Linked DNA regions of Sus scrofa: region 2 is linked to region 1. Evidence: chromatin contacts called from public Hi-C data. All regions are on one chromosome and are shown on one strand. Each heading gives the region's core, a stretch centred on a gene start, on an enhancer-like site or on the middle of the called end of the contact. The rest is flanking DNA. Distances are from core to core; before and after follow the strand shown. Region 1 overlaps MYO16 (unconventional myosin-XVI). Region 2 overlaps LOC106507944 (a long non-coding RNA gene).

Region 1 (4,050 bases), core at 985-3,484:
CCAAAATGTGAGTTTTCCTGGAGTGGGCCTCAGCGGGGAGACACCCAAAGCATCTTAGAGCCACATGTGAGCTGAAATTAAGTTCCAAGAACCTACAGTTTATATAAAAGTCTTGCCAGCCTCACACTCTTGCATCGTGCATTTTAAACAGCCGGCCTTAAGAACCCCGAGATGCCTCACGGTAGCAGGAACCTCAGAGTCTCCCACCTGTGGTCTTTCTTGCTTCCTCTTCATTACTGGTGTTTTTTTTGTTTTGTTTTGTTTTTCCTGTCATTTGCTTTTATGTGTGTTTTTATCTCTTGTGGTTCTTGGATATCTTTTTTTGTTGTTGTGGTTGCACATAGGAGAGAACGCAACTCTGTCCTCAATATTTTGTTTTCTCTCCGCTGATTTCTCTAAAATCTCACCTCCCGGGCAGGTAGGCTTTTCATCTGCACACAAGCAGAATGCATTTGGGGCTTTACAGGCTACGGTGAGGCCGCCTTATCCAAACTTCAGCCTTTCTTCTTGGTGCTGCACTTTACACGGGGCTGCAACTCACAGGCCCCGGAGAACGGGAGGTCAGCTTGCTTCTGCGCTGGGCCCTCGCCCTCTACCTGTGTTCACATCTGCCTCCAGCTGAAGACCTTCCTCCAGGCGACTTTTCTCATGTTCCTGCTATTGTCCTTATTACCACGATGCTGCAAACACACACGCGTCCTCTTCTCCCCAAAGTGATGAACCCCCCCATCTAAGCAGCGCTGTGACACGACTCATGTATCACAATGGCGACTGTTTAAAAACTTCTCCCTGAGATCTGTTCTTTCTAAATCAACCGGCAAAGGGCGTCTTTGCAGATGAAACTAGAGTCCACACGCAGCCGCTGACGGCTGCAGGCTTCTGTGCATCCACCACCTCCTTGGCGTCAACCAACCGTCTTTCCCAAAGACGAGCTTATGGCTTTGTTGTGCTTTTGCATTTGGAGCTCGTTTATTCACCAAAGAAATTGTGCCCCCTCCTGTGCTCACACAATCTTTTCTGGGGACACCTATGTCGTCATTTCATTTAGAATGTCACCCTCCACCCCTGAGGTGGGAGCTAGAAGGGGCCCAGGCTGAGCAACTGGAATATGTCCCCGGTGAAAAGATAGTGTCAAGACAGATTTTGTGGCAGGATTAAGGAGGAGCTGGGTCCTGCCTGGATAAAAGAAGGACTTTCTACATGAAACTTCTCCCCCCCTCTTTTTTTCTTTAGGGCCGCATCTGTGGTACATGGAGGTTCCCAGGCTAGGGCCCGAATCAGAGCAGCAGCTGCCAGCCTGCACCACAGCCACAGCAACTTGGGATCTGGGGTTCAAGCCGCATCTGCAGCCTATGCCACAGCCTGTGGCAATGCCGGATCTTTAACCCACTGAGTGAGGCCAGGGATGGAACCCGCATCCTCACCAACACTCTTGTCTGGTTCTTAACCCACGGAGCCACCACAGAACTCCAACCAGATAGTTCTCACTCTTGAGGTCAAGGAGCCCTCCAGAACCACACATGCGCAGAAAGGTTCCTCAGGGGCCAGAGAAGGGAGAGGGGCACCAGACCACAGCACATCCCGTCGGCTTCCCAGAAACCATCCTGGGAGAAGAATCCATCCATTCTGCGCTAGAATCCATCCTGGCTAAAAGATGCTTGTCACACAGATGAGGGCCCGGAGTCAGGCCCAAGGTGGGCTTAAGAGGCCAGAGGAAACCTGGAAGGAGGGCCCCCATCGGACGGATTTAAATCACCCCCAAAACAGGCGGCACTCTCTTCCCCCTTTCTGTCTCTGTCTGTCTGTCGCTCTGCCCCACCCCGCCTGCCCAGGCTTCTCTCTTGTACACACTTGATACGCTCCACCACTCCCAGGCTCCTTGCCGAATGTTTTCTCCAAAGGGACAGGGACTGGGGACCTCCATCCAGCTGGCCCTTGAGGTCTGGGAGTTCAGCGCTCTCACCCCGAAGTCACCTGAGAACACCGCCACCCCCTACCGTGTTTTCTCGGCAGCCACCCGCTTGGAAGACAAATACGCTGTGTGTTTACCTGCTTACTGTGCTCACCACCTGCCGCCCCGAGGGCATTTATTTATTTATTTATTCATTCATTTATTGTGCTCCTCCGGGCCTCAGTAGGGCCTCCCTCTGAGGGCAGTAACTCAAGGCTGTGCGGCTGATGTGCCGCAGAGAAGGACTTCCCTCTGCGCTTCCCAACCACGCTCAGAACGAACGATGAAGCAAAAACATCGCATGACCTCTTCTGGGAGAGATCTGATCCGGAGAGGGCTGTGGTTTTGCGCAAGTATGTCCGTCCAGCAAGGCAGACACTGTGGTTCTCTTGTCCCCACTTTCACCCCCACTGCATTTTGCCGAGTCATGGTTCTCCTCTGCCTGCGCCGTTTCCCCGGGCTTAATGTTTAATTAGGTGCCGATAACGGGGAAGCCAGATGAATTATGTTAGCTTTTTAATTAGCAAACATTGACACGGACTAGAGGCCGACTTTCTGAATTGTTCTGGTTGAAGGCTCCTCATGCACTGTCGAAGTTGGGCTAGGACTTAAGGAAATCATATGTAAGTAGCTTTTCCCTAAGAGGCTTAGCGAACTGAATGCAATATTATTTATATTTAATGATTCAAAGGGCCCCCTGGCAAGCCGTTGATGGATTTAATTCTATTAAAAATGTATTGGGGGGTGGGGTGGACAGCACTGCCCCGGGCACCCAAAGACGGGAAATCAGGCATCAGTAACCCAGGGGGGGCAGATCTCTCTCTTCCTTCCCCTGGGCTCACCTTCACTGGCTGAGTCCCTGGCCGCAGCCCACAGGCAGGCGCTCACAGCCTCATAGGAGGCGCTCAGCCGCGTGGTGGGGTCCCGCTTCGGCTTGGGCGGAGGCTGTTTCCGTGGTGACGGGAGGCTACTGCTGTCATCCAGGCTGAACACGGAGTGCAGAGAAGGAGATCGGGTGGATGGACTAGCCAGGGACTGGACCAGGCCGTCCACCGCCAGGGGCACCGGGACGGAGCTGCAGTGGAAGTGCCTGGGTCCAGCCTTGTCTTCAGCTCTGGGGGGACAAACACAAAGAGCCCCCCCAGACAGACCCAGCTGCATTATTTGGATGGTAACAATGAGCCAGCTCCAGGAGACATAATCACAGCCCTTTGGTATACAGCCCACCCGCGGAGGCTGGAGGATGCCCGTGGCACTGCGGTACCCGGTGCATCCTGAGAAAGCCCCCCATCCTTCCAGCCCCTGCTTCGTGATCCATAAGCACGATGGAGGCTCATCATTATTACTTAAAAAGAATCTCACACAATCCCAAGACGTCTTAAGAACTGCCACATTTGCTAGCAGGCATTGGCTGAATGCATTTTTCACACTCTGATTATTAAGCAAATCACAAAACCAGAATTTCAATCTGAATGATAATTTCTGGGAAATCCATCTTAATAGAGAGTTACTGATGCATCAAACTGCTGGGACTTCCCCACTGCTCCCCCCTGCAAAACAGAATGTACTTTACTTAAAACCATCAAAGATTTACATTTGCCCTGCCCCCCTTTCTCTCTCTCTCTCTCTTTCCCTTACCATTTAAATTCCAGCAGTGATTATTTAATTAAGTGCGGAATTATTATTTTTCTTCTGTTACTCCATCTGGTTGTCCAATGCCAAGTGAACTGCTGGTATTCAATAGATAAATAGACAAACACTTCCTCACTTAATTTTACATCGGGCCAATGAATACATAATGAAATTGAGAAATTGGGGTGGCTGTTTAGCTCCAGCCGAGAAAATAATAAATATTATTCTGGAAGTCATATAAAATGAATAGTTATCTGGTTCAAAAAGATTCCTTCTGGCTTCAGATGCCAATGTAATCCTGTGCTAGGGAGATGCCAGGACATTCATTTTTACAAGGAGTCTCCGAGCATGTGTTTTTATAATGATATCTTTGTGTGGCAGAGCACCAACAGGGCTGGGATCCACTGCCAGGCAGAGCCAGATGCCCATGTAGGAAACGGACTAGCTGAAGACGAAAGCCTCGCACT
Region 2 (4,229 bases), core at 1,148-3,647, 180 kb before region 1:
ATCTCAGGCCTAAGGGAACCAAGGTGATATGGCCATGCAATAGAACTTTAAATTGTTAGGCAGGAAGCTAAAGTTGAATTTTAGATAGAATTGTTGGACAGGAAGGCCTCCCACTGAAGTAAAAAGCATGGGTCTTAAGAGAAGGTAGTATGCGGGCGGTTCCCAGGGCAGCTGCGCCTGTCCAGGTGACTCCGATCAGATCATTCAAAGTCTTCATCCGTAAAACATGTCTGTAAAGCTTGTATATAAAATACCTACATGGCCATCTCTTTGGGTGGGATGTGGGGTGTCTTAAAGACATCAGCATCCATTAACATTATAAGTAACTATACTTCAATAAAATAATTTTAAAAAATAATAAGTCTAGGAGTTCCCGTCGTGGCACAGTGGTTAACGAATCCGACTAGGAACCATGAGGTTGCAGGTTCGACCCCTGGCCTCGCTCAGTGGGTTAACGATCCGGCGTTGCCGTGAGCTGTGGTGTAGGTTGCAGAGGCAGCTTGGGTCCCGAGTTGCTGTGGCTGTGGTGTAGGCCAGTGGCTCCAGCTCTGATTAGACCCCTAGCTTGGAAACCTCCATATGCCACGGGTACAGTCCTAGAAAAGGCAAAATAATAATAATAATAATACAAATAAGTCTACAAAAATGAAGAAAAAAAAAAGAAAGAAAGAAATCAAGAAATCAACACCCACTTGTGGCCACTCTCAGCTTAAGAATTTCTTATTCCTGACAAACAGTGCATCTGATCTCAACTTTTTTCAGCAGATTCTCAGTTTTGTTGGGTGTTATTCTTCAAATAGCTAAACCTCTTTGTGTCTCTTTTACTTTGTGTCTAAATCTGGCAGCTGTAGGTTGTTATAATAAGTATTTTTTAACTTAATATTAGTGGTCTGTGATGCCTAGTTGCATGTTTTGGAATTAAATCAATGTTTAGAAACAGTAACCAATAATATTGAACCAGTGTGTGTCTCTTAAAATCTTAAGATTCAGTGAAACAGTCAGTAATGCATACAGAATGTCTTAATCTGACAATTCAACATTTCTTTTCCTTTGAGGCTGATCTATTCTACACTTAATTACCAATAATTTCCCACCAGGTATGATATGATAAGAAGTAAATGTCAATAATTTGTAATCGTGTAAGACAGTTTAATTTTTCCTTTAGAGAGATTTATTTCTAACTGTTTCTCTGGTGTGTAGCAGTTGAAATATTAGATAATGGATTTTTATTGATTTTAAGCTGAACAGGGACGAGGTACGAAATACATTTCCATAACTCTGACGGTCATGAGACTCAGAGTGTATTGATTGCATTGATGTAACACATTTGTTCGTTTAGAACATTAACCTCATGAGAAGAGAAAATGCACTCCAGCAGGTAGATGTGGCCTGTTGCACTGGAAGGGGTGGGGGGAGGGAGGGGGGGAAGGGGGGAGGGAAGGAGGGAGGGGGACGGGAGAGGAAGAGGGGGAGGGGGCGGGGAGAGAGGAAGAGGGATCTTTTAACCCACTACAGCAGGTGGTCCGGGAACAAACCTGCGTCTCTGCAGAGCCCTGATCTGCAGCCGTCAGATTCTGAACTTCTGAACCCACTGCACCACAGCAGGAACGCCCACGGTTTGTGTTCTGACCCAGCCTTCACTCTTCCAGTGTTTTTCCTTCCATTCATACATTACCGTCTGTGTTTGTGTATAAAATATAACACCCGATATGCAGCTTAGCCATTTGTCGGGCTGCCGTTTTCATTTAACGAGTGTCCAGATCACTCTCTGCTGCCACGAAATGCTCTTCAGGACATTTCTGCCGAAGCCTCTCTTCGCCAGACGTGGCCGACTGCTGCTTTTAGCCATGGCTTTGACCTAAGCACTTTCATCTGAGGCTTGCTTAAACTACACATCTGCTGGAGCCTGGAGCTAAAACTGGGTCATTAAAAACAGAGCGCTTTAGACCTAGCAGAATCTTCCCAACTGTCTCTAGCAGAGGGTGGCCCTGAAGCCAGTGTCACCTTTGTTGATTTGCCTGAGGTCATCCCCAGCCAGAAGCAGCACTGGTCACACGCAGGGCCCCCCCCACGCCCACGTCCGGTCCCTTGCGGGACAAGACTGTGCAACAGGAGGACCCCAGGGTCAGGGACACTGGGGCTGGGCGCCCGCTCTGAAGCTCCTGCCGCTGTGACTCTAGCCAAGGGACCTGGCAGCCAGGGCCCCGTTTCCTAATTTCCGCTTGTAGCACAGCGTGTGTATTTACACGGAGTAGTGCAGGCACGTAATAAATTACAGAGACATTTAAGGAAGAGATGGTCAAGTCTTATTTTATTTTATTTTATAAGCCCTGCAGTCCGCTCCTCGGCCTGGCAGTGAGGGCTCCTGGCCCTGTGCTCAGCCTCCTCTCCCCATGGACTGTAACGTCACGGTCTGTGTGCCAGCCCCTCGGGGTGATTTGCAGCTTCCTGAGCATGAAGTGACTTGTACATGTTTCCTTAAGCAGAAGCCACTTGTGCCTCATTTCCATCCCTGCCACCAACGTCACTGCTTACCTTCTCGGTTACACTCACCGCGTTTTCATCCAGATTTGTTCTCACGATGGGAACTCTGATGACCCCGCCTCTGCTCTCCAGGGGCCTCCCATGGCTTCCCACCGCCCCTGGACTGGCTTAACCTGGTAACCTGGTCAGAGGAAACCTCACACTGTGCTCAAGTGGACTGTGCCCCCCGCTGCTTCCCCTAAGACAGTCAACTCCCCAAGGGGAAGGTCTATTTGTCTCCTCCTTATACCCCCAAGGTGTGACCCAGAGTCTGGCAAATCGGTACTGCCCACAAAATCATTACTCATGGAGTGACTCTGTGTTGTCGCCTAATCTCTGTGAGAAATAACTTCATAAGGTCCAGGAGCCTGAGCGTCAGAACTGCCAAATTTCTTCTCCCCTGGGGACCAAATCACATCAGGAATAGGCTGGAAGATCCAGAAGGAGAAAAGAATCTAGTAGTTACTGCCTGAGGCTCCTTATGCATCCATCCAACTACGGAGAGAAAGTAATTTTATTTCTTTTTCTGATATTTCCTTGTTAAAGTGTAGAAATGCACCTGATTTCCGCATGTTCACTATATCCTGCACCTTCACTGAATTCATTGAGTAGTTTCAACAGTTTTTTGGTTGGGTCTTTAGGATTTTCTATATAGAAAATCCTATCATCTGCTGATAACAATTTTATCTCATTTTCCCCCACTTTGTATGCCTTTTATTTCTTAAAAAAAAAAAAAAAAATTTTTTGTCTTTTTACGGCTGCACGCATGGCATATGGAGGTTCCCAGGCTAGGGGTTGAATTGGAGTTGCAGCTGTCGGCCTACACCAGAGCCATAGCAATGTGGGATCCCAGGTTTATCTGTGACGTACACCACACCTCACAGCAACGCCAGATCCTTAACCCACTGAGTGAGGCCGGGGATTGAACCTGTGTCCTCATGGATGACAGTCAGATTTGTTTCTGCCAAGCCATGATGGGAACTCGGCCTTTCATTTCTTTGTCTTGCCTAATTTCTCTGGCCAGGCCTTCTGTTACTATGTTGGATACAAGCAGTGAGAGTGGGCGAGGTCTTATCACTAATCTTTGAGGGGAAGATTTCAATCTCATATTTCATGATACTAGCTGTGGGCTTGCCACATACAGCCTTTACTATGTGAGGTACGTTTCTTCTACAGCCAATTTGATGGGGGTTTTTATTATGAAAGGATGTTACTGTTTTGTCCAATGCTTTTTCTGCATCCATTTATGTGATCTTATGATTTTTACCTTTTATTCTGTTAATGAGGTCTATCACACTTATTGATTTTCATAGGTCGAGCCATCCTTGCATGACAGGGATAAAACCCATGTGGTCATGGTGTATATATCCCTTTGAATGTGCTGTTGGATTTGCTTAGCTAATATTTTGCTGAGAATTTTTGCATCTATGTTCATCAGCGATAGCAGTCGATAGTTTTCTTGTGGTGTTCTTATCCATCTTTGGTATTGGGGTCATGCTGGCCTTGTGAAATGAGTTTAAAAGAGTTCCTATCTCATCAGTTTTTTGTATGAGTTTGAGACATATAGGCATTAAATCTTTAAATGAGATAGGTTTGCCCATGGGAAAAGAATGCTTTGAAGTATGTGAATGAAGCTCTACTCCCTAAACAATGGATAATCAAAGCCTTCTTTTGTGTCAGTTACTATAATTTTGTCTGTGTTTACA

The links. Hi-C and Micro-C count contacts between places; a contact is called where the count stands out from the background.
Region 2: a Hi-C map of liver shows a contact between it and region 1, with 1.8 times the contacts expected there. The contact joins two enhancer-like sites. A contact is called at or near these places in 2 of 47 Hi-C or Micro-C datasets (embryonic fibroblasts and liver).

The regions. Positions count from the first base shown.
Region 1 is chr11:76,202,940-76,206,989 of Sscrofa11.1, reverse strand. It overlaps MYO16 (unconventional myosin-XVI), which reads right to left. Exons shown (of 37, transcript XM_021065905.1): 32 at 2,794-3,065. Among named protein-coding and RNA genes, the nearest start is that of IRS2, 450 kb to the left of the region's middle. Within about 2 kb of position 2,234, at least 10 of the 83 cell types and tissues checked have an H3K27ac peak or open chromatin away from gene starts, as enhancers often do. A contact at or near this core is called in liver, where this site is marked.
Region 2 is chr11:76,381,544-76,385,772 of Sscrofa11.1, reverse strand. LOC106507944 (a long non-coding RNA gene) reads left to right here. Exons shown (of 4, transcript XR_002336767.1): 4 at 1-389. Among named protein-coding and RNA genes, the nearest start is that of IRS2, 270 kb to the left of the region's middle. Within about 2 kb of position 2,397, at least 9 of the 83 cell types and tissues checked have an H3K27ac peak or open chromatin away from gene starts, as enhancers often do. A contact at or near this core is called in liver, where this site is marked.